Linked DNA regions of Triticum aestivum: all the other regions are linked to region 1. The links are chromatin contacts, called in public Hi-C maps. All regions are on one chromosome and are shown on one strand. The core of a region is the stretch at or near the end of the contact, and the rest is flanking DNA. Distances in the headings are between cores, read along the strand shown. Region 1 holds the start of LOC123138136 (tryptamine benzoyltransferase 1). Region 2 holds the start of LOC123138132 (rRNA-processing protein fcf2). Region 3 holds the start of LOC123138138 (MADS-box transcription factor 57).

Region 1 (4,199 bases), core at 863-3,362:
AGTGTGGGTGTGCCAAGCGACCTTCAAAACTAATGGAGCATTTTACAACTTCGGTTTAGCTCTTTCGTCCAAGGAGTAGCATATATGCTCAAGCGCCGCGACGTGATCCTCGGCGACGGCCATGTGGACGTCGACGCTGCCCTTGGCTGAGCACGATGGCACGAATGTCATGAGCCCCTCGACGGGCAAGTCCGGCATGAGGAACGCGGATGGCGGCCCATTGCCGAGGTCAATCTGGTGGAACCTGAAACCCAGACTGCTGTCCACCTCCAGGTCCGGGCAGAGCATCATGCCGAAGTCTGGCGCCGTCGCCGCGAGCTCCTCCCAGTTCGCGTCCGCCACGCTCCCGAAGTCCACGAACGACTGGATGTAGGCGGCGTCGACGCGCCCGATGGCGTCGCGGATGGCGCCTACCACGCCGCCGTAGGTCCAGCCCAGGACGTCCCGGACTTGGAGCCTCGGGAATGCCCACAGAACCATGTTCCCGAAGAAGTCCGGCGGGACGGCAGGGTTGGCCCTGCCCCGGCAGTCCACGGCCACCCTGACCTGCGTGAACTCGTCGGGCTTCAGGCGGCGCGCCGCCGTGATCTTCTTCCACACGTGCGCGAGAAGGCACTGGAACGTGCTGCATGGGGCGCCGACGCGGGCCTTGAGCTCTGTGACGAACTCGGCCGTGAAGCGCAACGTGAGATTCTTGATCTTGCACGTGGGGTAGGAGTTCGACCTGCGACGGCCGTCTTCTTCTCCGCTGAACTCGGTGCACCGGTGGTCGAACGCCGGCGTCGGCACGCTCCGAGGCACGGCAGTCGCCGTGCGGTCGAGGGAAGGCGACGGGGCGGTGAACTCGCTGGCTTGGCGAACTGCGCTGGCCCACGTGGTGAGGAAGTTGCTGAATGAGTGGCCGTCGGCCGCGTGGTGGTGGTGGATGATGCCGATCACGAGGCCGCCGCACTTGTACCGGTTCAGCTTGATCTGCAGCAGCGCCGCCCCGACGTTCTCCTGCTTGTCCCGGACGTGCCAACTGTTAGTTGCCGGTGACCGACGTCGCCGTCCTATTGATGAAGCTAATTACCTTCGGCAGCGGGAGTGCAGGGTACAGGCCGTCGGTGGTGTCGGTAAAGCAGCCGTCGGCGACCACGCTCGCCATATCGACAGGGACCTCGGCGTCCAGGACAAGCACGCCGTCGTTGTTGAGGTGGATGGAGCGCCGGCCTGAGCGGTCGACCGCGAGTCGTCCGGCCAGGTGAGGGTACGGCGCGACAGCCCTGCGCAGGCCCTCCACGAGCGCCTCGTTGGACGGAGTCGGGGCGGGGTACACGAGGATGAGGGAGACAAAGATGTCCATGGCGGCGCGGTCAAAGAGCGTCAGCGGGACCATCTCGCCCGCGAGCGGGTGCGGCGCCGAGTACACCGGCTTCAGCATCTTGCCGCCGGTCGTCTCCATTTGAACCCACGCCATAATAGAGTTGTGGCCTTGCTGAGATATATAGATGGTTCTGCGACTTCCATCTGGAATATCTGACGTGAACACTGCGCCTGACTAGTGCTATTAGCTTACAGATTGATGTCTAGCACGCATCAGTAGGTTGCAACAGGCTTGAAGTTGAGGGACACGATTAGCTGGATGTATGCCATCAAGGACCGGCTGGGCTTCCGCTGAAGCAGCATCAAGAGCGACAGGGATGACCTTTGCCGCCAAAAACCGCCCCTTGTCATCTCTGATCACCACCCCCATAGCTCCTGATCCCAAGTTTACATCTCCTGATCCCGAGTTTACATCATATTTGGCAATTAGCATCAACATTGACGGCAACATACCCTTCCGACGCCCTACACAAGGTGCTCGTTTTTTTGTTGTGGTTCTTTCATTGAGACCTTGAAAACGCTTGATACTACTCCCTCCGGTGAATCTACACTCTAAAATATGTCTATATACTTCCGTACGTGGTAGTCCGTTTGAAATCTCTAAAAGACAAATATTTAGGAACGGAAATATTGAGGAACGGAGGGAGTAGAACCTGAACTGTAGTGCATGGCATGAACTTCTTGCCTTCTCCATCATGTATACCAGGCCGACGTCAGAATTGTCTCTCTGATGGGCATCACTCTCTCATTAATTGGTCCCAAGAAATTTATCATACGTTGGAAGACTTGAAACTTAATTTGATATCAGCTGGATCCGAACCTGAAACATTTGATCTTCCTGAAGTTTGATTCAGGAAGTTAGTGCTGTTTATATTGAATGTGTCATATATTTTTGGAAGATTACATTTATTTATTAATAGAAATACATCTCATGAGATGTCTGCTCATGATCATATGGACAATGCAGTATCTGAAGTTATCATATTGATTTGGTAAATATCAGGTACTTTTACACTTGAACTGTATCTACATATCTTCGTGGAGACCACCTCATACTTAAGGGAAATCACTATCATCTCCCTCAACTATCACAAAAGCATTTCACATGAAAATAAAGTCAGGCCAAGAAACTGTGGCATTACGCCGCTACTAGTCACTTAATCTCTAATATCTAGCTGTCAAATTGTCTAAACAAAAGCTTCATCTAGATTGAAAACGTGGCCGAAAACTAGAAGTGCCAAATGGGGTTTTCTGGTCTCTTGATTTGGTTTTAGCAATGTCAACAACTATCATCCAGCCGTTTATTATCTGCACATAGAATTATAGATGTAAGCTTAATAGATAAATCATACTATCATGTAAAGGATATCAGAAAACAGAATTTTGTCAGCTACCTCTCCATTCATTGCTTTCAGAGCTGCACCACCAGCTTCTTCTGTGGTGTATTCTATGAAGGCATACCCTTTTGATCTTCTTGATATCCTGTCCATTATTATCTTGACTGCAATAAAGTAGTTCCGTGATATTCAGTATCCAAAAAATGGGTAATGGCTAGGCGCAAACATTTCTTGCTAGTATCACAAACCTTCAACCAGCTCGCCAAATGGCTCAAAGGCTTCCCTCAGAGTTTTCTCAGATGTATAAAATGAAAGCCCTGTCATACTAGACCAAATTAGTGACACTGAAATCAAAATATAACTGATTTTCTACCACTGTATATACTTATTATGTTTAACTGTTATTTGTGTTACAAACAGGAGCAACAGAAGTTTGTGATCTCAGCGCGTATCCAAGACTCACTTGTTCCAATCTAGCTTTTCTTTATATTGAATGAAAAGTGGAGCTTAGCACGTTTAAATATCAACACTAAATTCTCAAATAGGGTCGAATTGTCTGATCTACACTACTTATATTTCTACAGTACAGAAAATTGGACATATAATTTACTGATTGATTGAACTTCCCTTTGAAAGAAAAGACACAAAGACTAGTACTTCAGAACAAGGCAGAGGGCATCATCCATGTGTAAGGTTTAAGTGATCAAACAAACAAGCTAAATATATAGATAATATATCAGATGCCCTTTACCTGTAACAAAGAGCCTTTTAGTTTTGACATCAGCCACCTGAGTAGCTTCTGAGGATTTCGAGCTATCGTCACCTGAAACCACAAGAAGTCCTTACAATCTGGCTCTTTTCACCAAGCTTGCTTAGAAGCATGGAAAGAAAAATCAAGTTCTGTAAATGTACTCCAGAGTCCAGACTTACTAGGTATGCTCTTGGTTAGTATAAGATGTAAAAGAATCAAGAGACGTCAAGTTTATATCAGATTAAAACATCAGGCTAATAAATAGCATGAAACAAGAAATGATGTCCTTATAGTTGTAGCATCCCTCGTTTTCAAGTAAAACAACAGAAAACAAAAAGGGACAAGAACGAGCAGGGTAGAAGGATCATGTCCGAGCATGAACCTCAGAAAAGATTTGCTCATGCCTTGGATGGTTTGGACTTTGGAGTTAAGAGTAAACTGACAGCAGTGCACTTTGCTATCAAAGAACTACCAGAGGAATGAGAACAAAAAGAATAAGAATTATAAGTATTTTATATTCAAAGCTTGAATTGCATCAAGGGATTTCTGCTTGGCAATGGAACACACAATATTCACACAAATCAATAACATGATGATAGGATTTAAGTACAGGCATAAATAAATGAATGGGAGATCATCAGAAACAGAAGGGATGATTGAACCTCTGTAATCTTTTTTGTCTGATCCAAAATTTGAATCTGGTAAAACAGATATGACTCCAGGAACATCTGTTGCACGAAGCTAGA
Region 2 (4,199 bases), core at 1,194-3,693, 940 kb after region 1:
TCATGGAAAAAATGAATCTAGGTTGGCAAGGCATACACGGTAACTTCACTGCTAGACACGTCCAAGTTACAAACAGACACAAAATTGATCAACGGTGAAATGCAAGGGACCGAATGAAACAAATTGCACAACATGGCCCCAAAGGTTGTTTCTACTTAGCCAAGCTAAGTCGGGCCATAGATACAAGAGGACCATATTTTGATGCAAGCAACCAAACATGCACATAACGTTCCTCGTTAAAGGAACCATACCAGGATTCAGAATGTGTGCAAATGTTACACACTTCCCCTGCTCTTTTGTTGCAGATCAGTAGATGAACATTCACAAGATCAGTTCCTCTTTTTGCGCAAAAGCATCCTGCCAAACTCAAGTTCAGATACTACAATGCTTTGACCATCATCCCCTCAAACACTGATCTGATCTCTCTAAGTGCGGGGAGAAAAGTTCCATACGTTCAGTTACATGAATTCAACACATTACAGTGGAGTGCACAACCTATAGCCGTGCTCGCCCATTTCTCCTTGGCTCCGTTCTTCTGTTCTTCCTTGTTTTACATTGATCCTATTTCCGCCTGTCCTTGGCCCTTTTGAACGTTTGCTTGCCCTTGTTCTTCCACTTCTGGTTGCCTCCGGGTGTCCGGGCCACCTGAATTTCCCTTACCTTACGCATCCTGCAATTTAACGGAGAGCCATGTTCTTCAGTTTCAGGAATTCTTAAACGGAAAAGATGCATTATCTACCAACTTTAGTTATTTAAATTCAGTGTATAAATTTAGTTTTCTTCTTTTCAGAGACTCGAGAACTTCTGATATGCTACAGGTTGAATCTATCCCCTCAAACTTCAAAAGCAGATGGTGATTCATTTGCTCGAATGCTGCGTCACAACCCAGCTCCAAACCAATTAAAGGCTCTAGTCTATTTTACAGTATGGTTCTGTTGTTGTATAACAACCGATGAACTCTTCGATCTGGAGGGCCATATGCAATTAATACACAAAAACTTTTACTGGCAGGTGACAACAAGACTCCAGTATCACTGCATGTGGATAGAAAAGGATGATGGGCTTACCTGTAGTTCTTGAGTTTTTGGTCAGATAACAGCTCATCAACCAAGGTCTGCTTCCGTTCATGCTTTGTCAACCTACTTGAGTAGAACTCAGATGCAGGCTCAATAACCGTTCCAACCTAAAACCATCATCAAAATATTCAGCACATTAACTACTGATGAGCATTCACAAATTTTCAATGGTATGGTATCCAAAATATCTAATAAAGCTCGCGATACGACCACTTACTTGGAAATACTTCGGAAGAGCCTTGGATTTACCAGACCTCTTGAAATGCCTTTTAGGGTCCATTACATGCCTCAGCTGCAAAACATATGTCGAGCATATTGTGCTTAAGCCACCAAAACATTAAAACTCAAGAATAAGTAGATGGCCCTGTCTAACATTGTGATTCAACATTTACATAGTATTTCAACTCACGATGTTCAGTTCTTAAAAGTAACACAGTCCGACCAGATTGCAATACTATCCGATAAGCCTCCAAAGACGGCGCATGTTCACAAGCAAATGAGGAATGCTAAGTGTTCACTAAACCATACATGCTTGCATAATTGTTAAATTTCATTCTATTGAGAGCAGACAAAAGGAAAGCAGCAGTACTTTGTTTTAGGGGAAGCCTGGCTATCCAAAATAACACACAAGCAGATGCTCTACTTTCACTCAAGCACTACTACACACTTATAAAATGGCTGATGCTTGCCCGTCAGGAATTCAGGATCACCTTCCTAAATGCTAAATTAAACAGGCGTTTTTCTGTTTTCCCAAGTTACATAATGGAGCCCCACACTGAATTCTACTACTGACAACAGCGCCCTAAGTGTAACACCATACCTGCAAAATCTCAAGGTCTTTCTTCAACTCGGGAGTGATGCTCGGCGCCGGCATGTCGAACCTGGACAACGGCGCAACAGATCATAAGCACCCACCCATCCAAGAACCCAGTAGAATTTTTTCCAATTCAGAAGCGGGGCTCAACTCACCAGCCCTTGCCGGTGGTGTCCTTGACGTTCTTCCTCGCCATCTTGTTGACCTTCCTGGGGTCCCTCGGGGGCACGTAGAGCCCGTCCACGAGCTCGTTGCTGGGCTTCCAGAGGGACTCCTGCGCGTCAATGCTCGGTGTCGGCGCCGAGCCCTTCTTGCTGCCGCCGGCCGCCGCAAGGGATGGCAGCTGGGGCGCCCACGACAGGCCGATCGGCGCCGCCGACGACGACGACATGGCTCTCCGAGCCCTTGTAAGCTTGGATAGCTGCTCCTTCTCTTGCCCCGGCGTTGTTGGGTTACGCGGCGGCGGCAAGGGCGGGCGGTGGAGGGGAAGAGGAGGAAAATCAATGAGGCGGCGGGGTAGGAGGAAGACTGCGACGGGGGAGAGGGGAGGGGACTAGGGCTAGAGACCTCCTATTTCCCCTGCGCGCATTTTGGGCCAGCCCATATGCGGGAGACGCGACCCTTGTTTTTCTTCTTTCGTTTATTTTGTTTTTTACTTTTCAAATTTTGAGAAATGTTCACGTGCCCCAAATTCGGCAAAACAATGTTCAGGGTAAAAAAAAATCCGAATTTATAAAACATTCAATAATTTTAAAATAATTTCCTAATTTTAAAAAATGTTCCTATATATAAAAAAATGTTCATCAATTTGAAAAATGTTCTTTAATTTCAAACAATCTTCACAAATTTGAAAAATATTCTCGTATTTCCAAAATTTTCAAGAATTCGACAATGTTCCAAATATCAAAGACATTTTCATGGATGCAAAACTATTTCGAATTTGAAAAAAAAAACTCCTGATATTTCTAAAAATATTTGTGAATTTGATTTTTTTTCTATTTCAAAATATATTCACAAATTTGCAAATTATTCTTGAATTTTAATAAATTTTCATGGATTTAAAAAATGTCATAATCTTTAAAAGTTCAAATTTTCAAAACAAAATGTTCTGAGTTTAAAAAAACTTCATGAATTTGAAAAGTATTCCGGAATTTAAAAAATTGAAAATTGTCTGTTTTTTTTAAAAAAAGTCGTGAATTCAAAAAGTTGTTCCAAAATTGAAAAGAAATGTTTGTGAATTCTATTTCCCCCTATATTTAAAAAATGTTATTCGATCCAAAAAATGTCCACAAATTCAGAAACAATCCTCCCAAATTTCAGGAAATGCTCTTGGGTTAAAAAAATGTTCAGGGATTTGAATAATATTCTCGGGTTTCAAAACTTGCTCATAAATTTGAACTTTCCCTGTATTTCAAAAAAGCTTCAAGGATATGAAAATTATTCCTGAATTTGAAAAATTATGTGTGACTTTCAAAGAGTTCACGAATTTTACATACATGCATGGATTTGTAAAAGTGTCATGAGTTCAAAAAAGGTTCATTTTGAAAAATAATAATCACATATGTGAAGAAAGAAAACGCATAAAGGGCAAAGGGAAAATCAGAAGAAAAAAATAAAAGAAAATGTATTGGGAGAAAAAATGGAATGGGCCAGCCCATAGAGAGGATGGGGCTGCGCATGAGAGTGTCGCTATCCGAAGACCTACATGTGAAATAGGAAGCTCTCTAGGGCTATAGGAGGAGATCCGCAAACATGGAGTTATTGGGACGTGGCTTGTCTCTAGAATCTTGCAGGAACCAACATCCTTGAATGTAAGAATTGTGAAGGCATTTTATTTTTCGGAGCCATATATCTTGGAGGTCGAGCTTGGATCACATCCTTCTCAAATTTGGCGTGCTATTCTTAATGGAAGGGAGGTTTTGAAAATGAGCTTAATGCGCGGAATTGGTGATGGACGCACTACTGGAATTTGGGTACAAAATTGGCCCCCTCAGGACACCATGATGCAGCCATTGATGGCCTTAGTACTGGATCCCCTGGGCTAGTATATGAAATAATTGGCGAGATGAGTGCATCATGGAGTGAGACAGCAATTCACCAGGTTATGCTGCCTATGGATGCTGACAAATTCCTTTCTATTTTGTTGTGTACTTCCTGGGTTCTGAACTTTTGGGTATGGCAATTTGAAAAAAAGGTTTCCTTTCTGTGTATTCAACATATGGAATGCTTGTTGCAACAAAGGCTCGCCATGAGAATGGTTAGATGAGAATGTAGGATTATCAACTGTTGTGAACGAGAAAATGGTTGGA
Region 3 (4,199 bases), core at 1,237-3,736, 630 kb before region 1:
GGGAGTACCATCCCACATGTTTTCAAATGCACGGTATACTAAGATTTATTCCCTCCCTGCAAAATAAGTGTTGTGGTTTTAGTTCAAACAGAGGGAGTACTTCCTAAGTTGAAGAATGGTAACTTGGGGCTTGGTCTCTGTGTATGCGTAGAACAAGTAAGAATCATATGTCAGTTAAGATGTTCACTGTTCACAATTTTAACCATTGAACTTCTTACATTGAACTGCCATACTGGAGTTATTCATGATTTGCTCTTTCACTTCATGAGATGGGAGTATTGATCACCCATAGATTAGTCTATATACCAACATATAAGGGACGAGCTGTGTTGTATGATCCAATTAACCCATGCCATCTATAAATAATATATGGAACATTTCAGAATATAATTACTCTTGCCCAAATTGATCATATAATTCTCTTTTACGTCTTGGCATTTCAATTCCATCACATTCTTTAAGTTCCCTTTAGACTGTACTATTGCCCGTGGTGCTCCACTAGACCCTTTCTCTTGGTTACACATGTCAGTACATATTTAGTAAGATATATAATTCTCCTCTCAGTTGTATATGTAAAAAAATGGAATATATTTTTTTCATTTTAGGAACAGAGTGATAGTTTATAATCATTAATTGAAATATCTAAAAAGACTTATATTTAGAAACGGAGTGATAGTTTATAATCATTAATGCTCCTTCATACCAAGAGTATATCATGACCAATATGTCTCTAATTTCCAAGGACCAGAGGTTTAGAAGAAATACCATTTTTTTTATATTAAGATAGTTGTAAATCAACAATGATAAGTCCGATGGTGAACTAAAAAAAATTTGTCCACCCTCAGAAAATCTTGTGAATAAGTTCTTGTTACCTACCATTGGATCTCTTTTTTGTAAAAGGAATGCAGTAGGGGAAGCCCCTAGAGTGTTTTTTGATTTCGAAAGAATAAGAATCCAAATTCACATCCACTCCCCTAACCAAAAATGAGTTAGTTCCCTAAAAAAACAAAGTGAGTTAGACTCACTTCTTATATTGGTCATTCAATGACCTTTGTACCCCTCTCTCTCTCTCTCTCTCTCTCTCTCTCCCCAGATGTGTGCGTGAGTTAGTAGTTAGTTTCTACCCTAGAAACCCACGCTCCGATCTTGGTATCGTCGCGACCATCCCACATATCCACTACTTGCCACCTTCAGATCCACCGCTGTAGTCCTCCTCGTTGACCCACCAATCCTATATCGGCCCACTAGTCACATCCCCTTGTTGCGCCAGCTCACAAGTCCCAAACAAATCCCATGGTACCAAATCCCTTCACTTTAAGCCTAGGGTGCATGAGTGCATCTCCGGCGTCGGTGACCCCACCATGAATCCCTAACCCACGATCTCTCCAGCAAGGTCATCATCTTCGACTTCGTTGACCATGAGCTCTCTCGCCAGGCCGTGGATCTCGGCTTTGCCTGTGTCTTAGCTCACATCGCCGTGTGATCCTCCTCGTAGATCTGAAGGATCTCCGGCGACGATGCCCCCTATCAAACCCGAAAGAAGGGGATCAAGGAGCAATAGTTTTTTTTTCTTTCAAAAAAGGGATAACCCCGGCCTCTACATCATACGATATACACATCCATAGAAGCAATAGCTGGGACACGCCGACTAGATTTTAAGAAAATTCTTTGCAACTGCAACTCAAGCAAATCCGTTGAAAAATAACTGTAGTGGTAAAGAGAGAGATATCCCTCAACTGATCTATATACACATCTTAGTAATATGACATAACTAGCTAGTGAGAAGAGCAAGGGATTTCTTCTGTTATTCTTCTGTTATTTTTCGAAAAAAAAGAAAGAGAGAGGAGAACATGGGAAGCAGGGGGTGCTAGTACAGAAAACGGTCAGAAGATAACCTAATTAACCAAAAGCGATTAGAGGATCCGCATAGCACATGAGACGTATATTATGTGAAACGAATTAATTACTTGGTGCTGGAGAACTCGTGGAGCCTGCCGGTGCTGGAGAAGACGACGAGGCCAACCTCCGCATCGCAGAGGATGGAGAGCTCCTTGGCCTTTTTCAGCAGCCCGCCGCGCCGCTTCGAGAAGGTCACCTGCCTGTTCGTCGAGTTGTCGATCCTCCTGATCACTATCTTCCCCCTCCCCATCCCTCTCAGATCTAAGAGCTAGCAGGCAGAAAACCTAGATCAAGTTAGAGAACACCATGAAGAAGGCAAGTAGATATATAGAACACCGACCAGAACCAGTGATAGATACACAAGGGAAGTACCGGACTGAGAAGAAGAAGAAGAAGAAGAAGAAGAAGAAGAAGAAGAAGAAGAAGAAGAAGAAGAAGTGTATGAGGGCTGATCTGCTGTGGGGAAGGTAGAGCTTCTAATATTCGTCTAACTAGTTGTACCTAGTACCTAAGAGAAGGAGAAAGCAAAGCGCTGCTTAGGTTTTATATATGCAGGAATGGAGGCAACAACGGCTGAAATAACACTCGTTCTCTACACCAACTACTCAGTGGGGCCGGCCGGTTACCTTAAGTAGGTTGTGCGTAAGGGCACCTGGCTACAGCTCGCGTATTAGGGCATCTATAGCCGGACTGGGCAAATTTGACCCTAAAACGTCCGTGGATGCGCCTGGTCAGTGTTCGGACATGTCTGTTTTAAGACCTTATTTATCCGTGCACGTAACCATATCCTCATTTCTTTCTCCATACTTTGGATTATATGCATGTGATTGATGGGGATGGAGAGAGAGAAAGGTCAGAAAGAAAAAAGATGGTCCATAATGGGCCAAATCCTATGTGGTAAACATAGGACTGCTGACTAGAGACACCCGTGCACTCCCCGTATTGCCCTCGTATATGAGCTGAGTATGAGGTACCAGACAATCTGGACGTTTAGGGAAGAAGTGTATGGGCACCTGGCTACAGCTAGCGTGTTAGGGCATCTATAGCGGACTGGGCAAGTTTGGTCCTCTCAAACATCCATGGACGTACCCGGTCAGTGTCCGGACATGTTCGTTTTGATTCCTTATTTATCCGTATACGCAATCATAACCTCATCTTTTTCTCCTATACTTTCGGTTACATGTATGTGATTGCTGAGGATGGAGAGAGAGAAAGAAAAGAAAGAAAAAAGATGATCCATGATGGGCCAAATCCTATGTAGTAGACGCATGACCAATGACCGGACACGCCCATACACTCCCCATATTGCCTCCCTATATGGGCTGGGTATGAGGTGCCAGACAGTCTAGACGAGGCTTTGAGGGGGCCCGGTTGAGTCAACTTTTTTTTTCTCTACTGTTTGGACAGTGGTCCTATGTCCGCCCGATCAATTTGGGGAGTCTGGTTATAGATGCTCCTAGTTGTTTTAGCCAATGATATCAGTTAAAATTCTAGATACATCCTATCTTTTTTGTGTGTGCAAAACTCTTTCTCATTTCTAATGTATAAGTTGTATACAAGTCAAATGTTTTAGGTCTATCTGACCGTCAGTAGACATTGCGAGCATAGATAGATCACATTAATTTATTAAATATACATTAATATCCTGAATTAGTATGTATATATATATTCTATACTTATAGGTTTTTTTATAAGAATGCTTTTATTGACTCATAACGTCACATCAATTTGATACAAGCAATGCGAGTTTATACCCTGGCTCTGCATAACTGAAATGCATATAACCGAAATGACACATGACCATAAAAAGACAAAAAGAATGCCAAAAATTGACTAATTGCCTACGGAGAGGTGGAGGGCTGATCCGCAGACTAATGCCATTCATCTTTGGAGAAAACTTTCTTGATCACCTTAGGCATACCCCGATCGATGTAGAATAGACCACGAATGAAGCTAATGTGTTTATGCTAATAAATAACCTACAATTGAGAGAAGTAATTCTTCTTATTAAACACCATATCATTTTTTTTGCAGAAAAACACCATATCATTTTTACAAGCTAGAGCGACCAAATCAAAACTAAAAGCCCCGCCTGAATAAGGACTCGAAGATTATGACCAGGGCCATGTAGCCAAGTACCAAACGAATGTGAAACACTACTGGTGGGTACAAATTAGAGGCCACTTCTTTTCTATCAAAAGTGCCGCTTGGACACTTGGAAGGTTTTATTCTAATTAACATGGGAGATGTCGACATTCCAACCAGCTTCCTCGTATTGTAATCTTGGCATGCGCTTACCT

What was found. Hi-C and Micro-C count contacts between places; a contact is called where the count stands out from the background.
Region 2: a contact with region 1 is called in a Hi-C map of leaf, with 3 times the contacts expected there. The contact joins the promoter of LOC123138132 here to the promoter of LOC123138136 in region 1. A contact is called at or near these places in 2 of 5 Hi-C or Micro-C datasets (both in leaf).
Region 3: a contact with region 1 is called in a Hi-C map of leaf, with 5 times the contacts expected there. The contact joins the promoter of LOC123138138 here to the promoter of LOC123138136 in region 1. A contact is called at or near these places in 2 of 5 Hi-C or Micro-C datasets (leaf and root).

Annotation. Positions count from the first base shown.
Region 1 is chr6B:579,273,986-579,278,184 of IWGSC CS RefSeq v2.1, reverse strand. LOC123138136 (tryptamine benzoyltransferase 1) reads right to left here and starts at 2,112. Exons shown (of 3, transcript XM_044558043.1): 1 at 2,019-2,112; 2 at 1,073-1,761; 3 at 1-999. The coding sequence starts at 1,459. The coding sequence ends at 43. It overlaps LOC123138137 (organelle RRM domain-containing protein 1, chloroplastic), which reads right to left. Exons shown (of 9, transcript XM_044558044.1): 5 at 4,116-4,181; 6 at 3,454-3,525; 7 at 2,951-3,019; 8 at 2,760-2,866; 9 at 2,321-2,673. The coding sequence ends at 2,566.
Region 2 is chr6B:578,331,593-578,335,791 of IWGSC CS RefSeq v2.1, reverse strand. LOC123138132 (rRNA-processing protein fcf2) reads right to left here and starts at 2,443. Exons shown (of 5, transcript XM_044558040.1): 1 at 2,046-2,443; 2 at 1,897-1,957; 3 at 1,294-1,368; 4 at 1,068-1,183; 5 at 321-670. The coding sequence starts at 2,281. The coding sequence ends at 562.
Region 3 is chr6B:579,904,367-579,908,565 of IWGSC CS RefSeq v2.1, reverse strand. It overlaps LOC123138138 (MADS-box transcription factor 57), which reads right to left and starts at 2,486. Exons shown (of 9, transcript XM_044558048.1): 1 at 2,272-2,486; 2 at 1,968-2,167. The coding sequence starts at 2,149.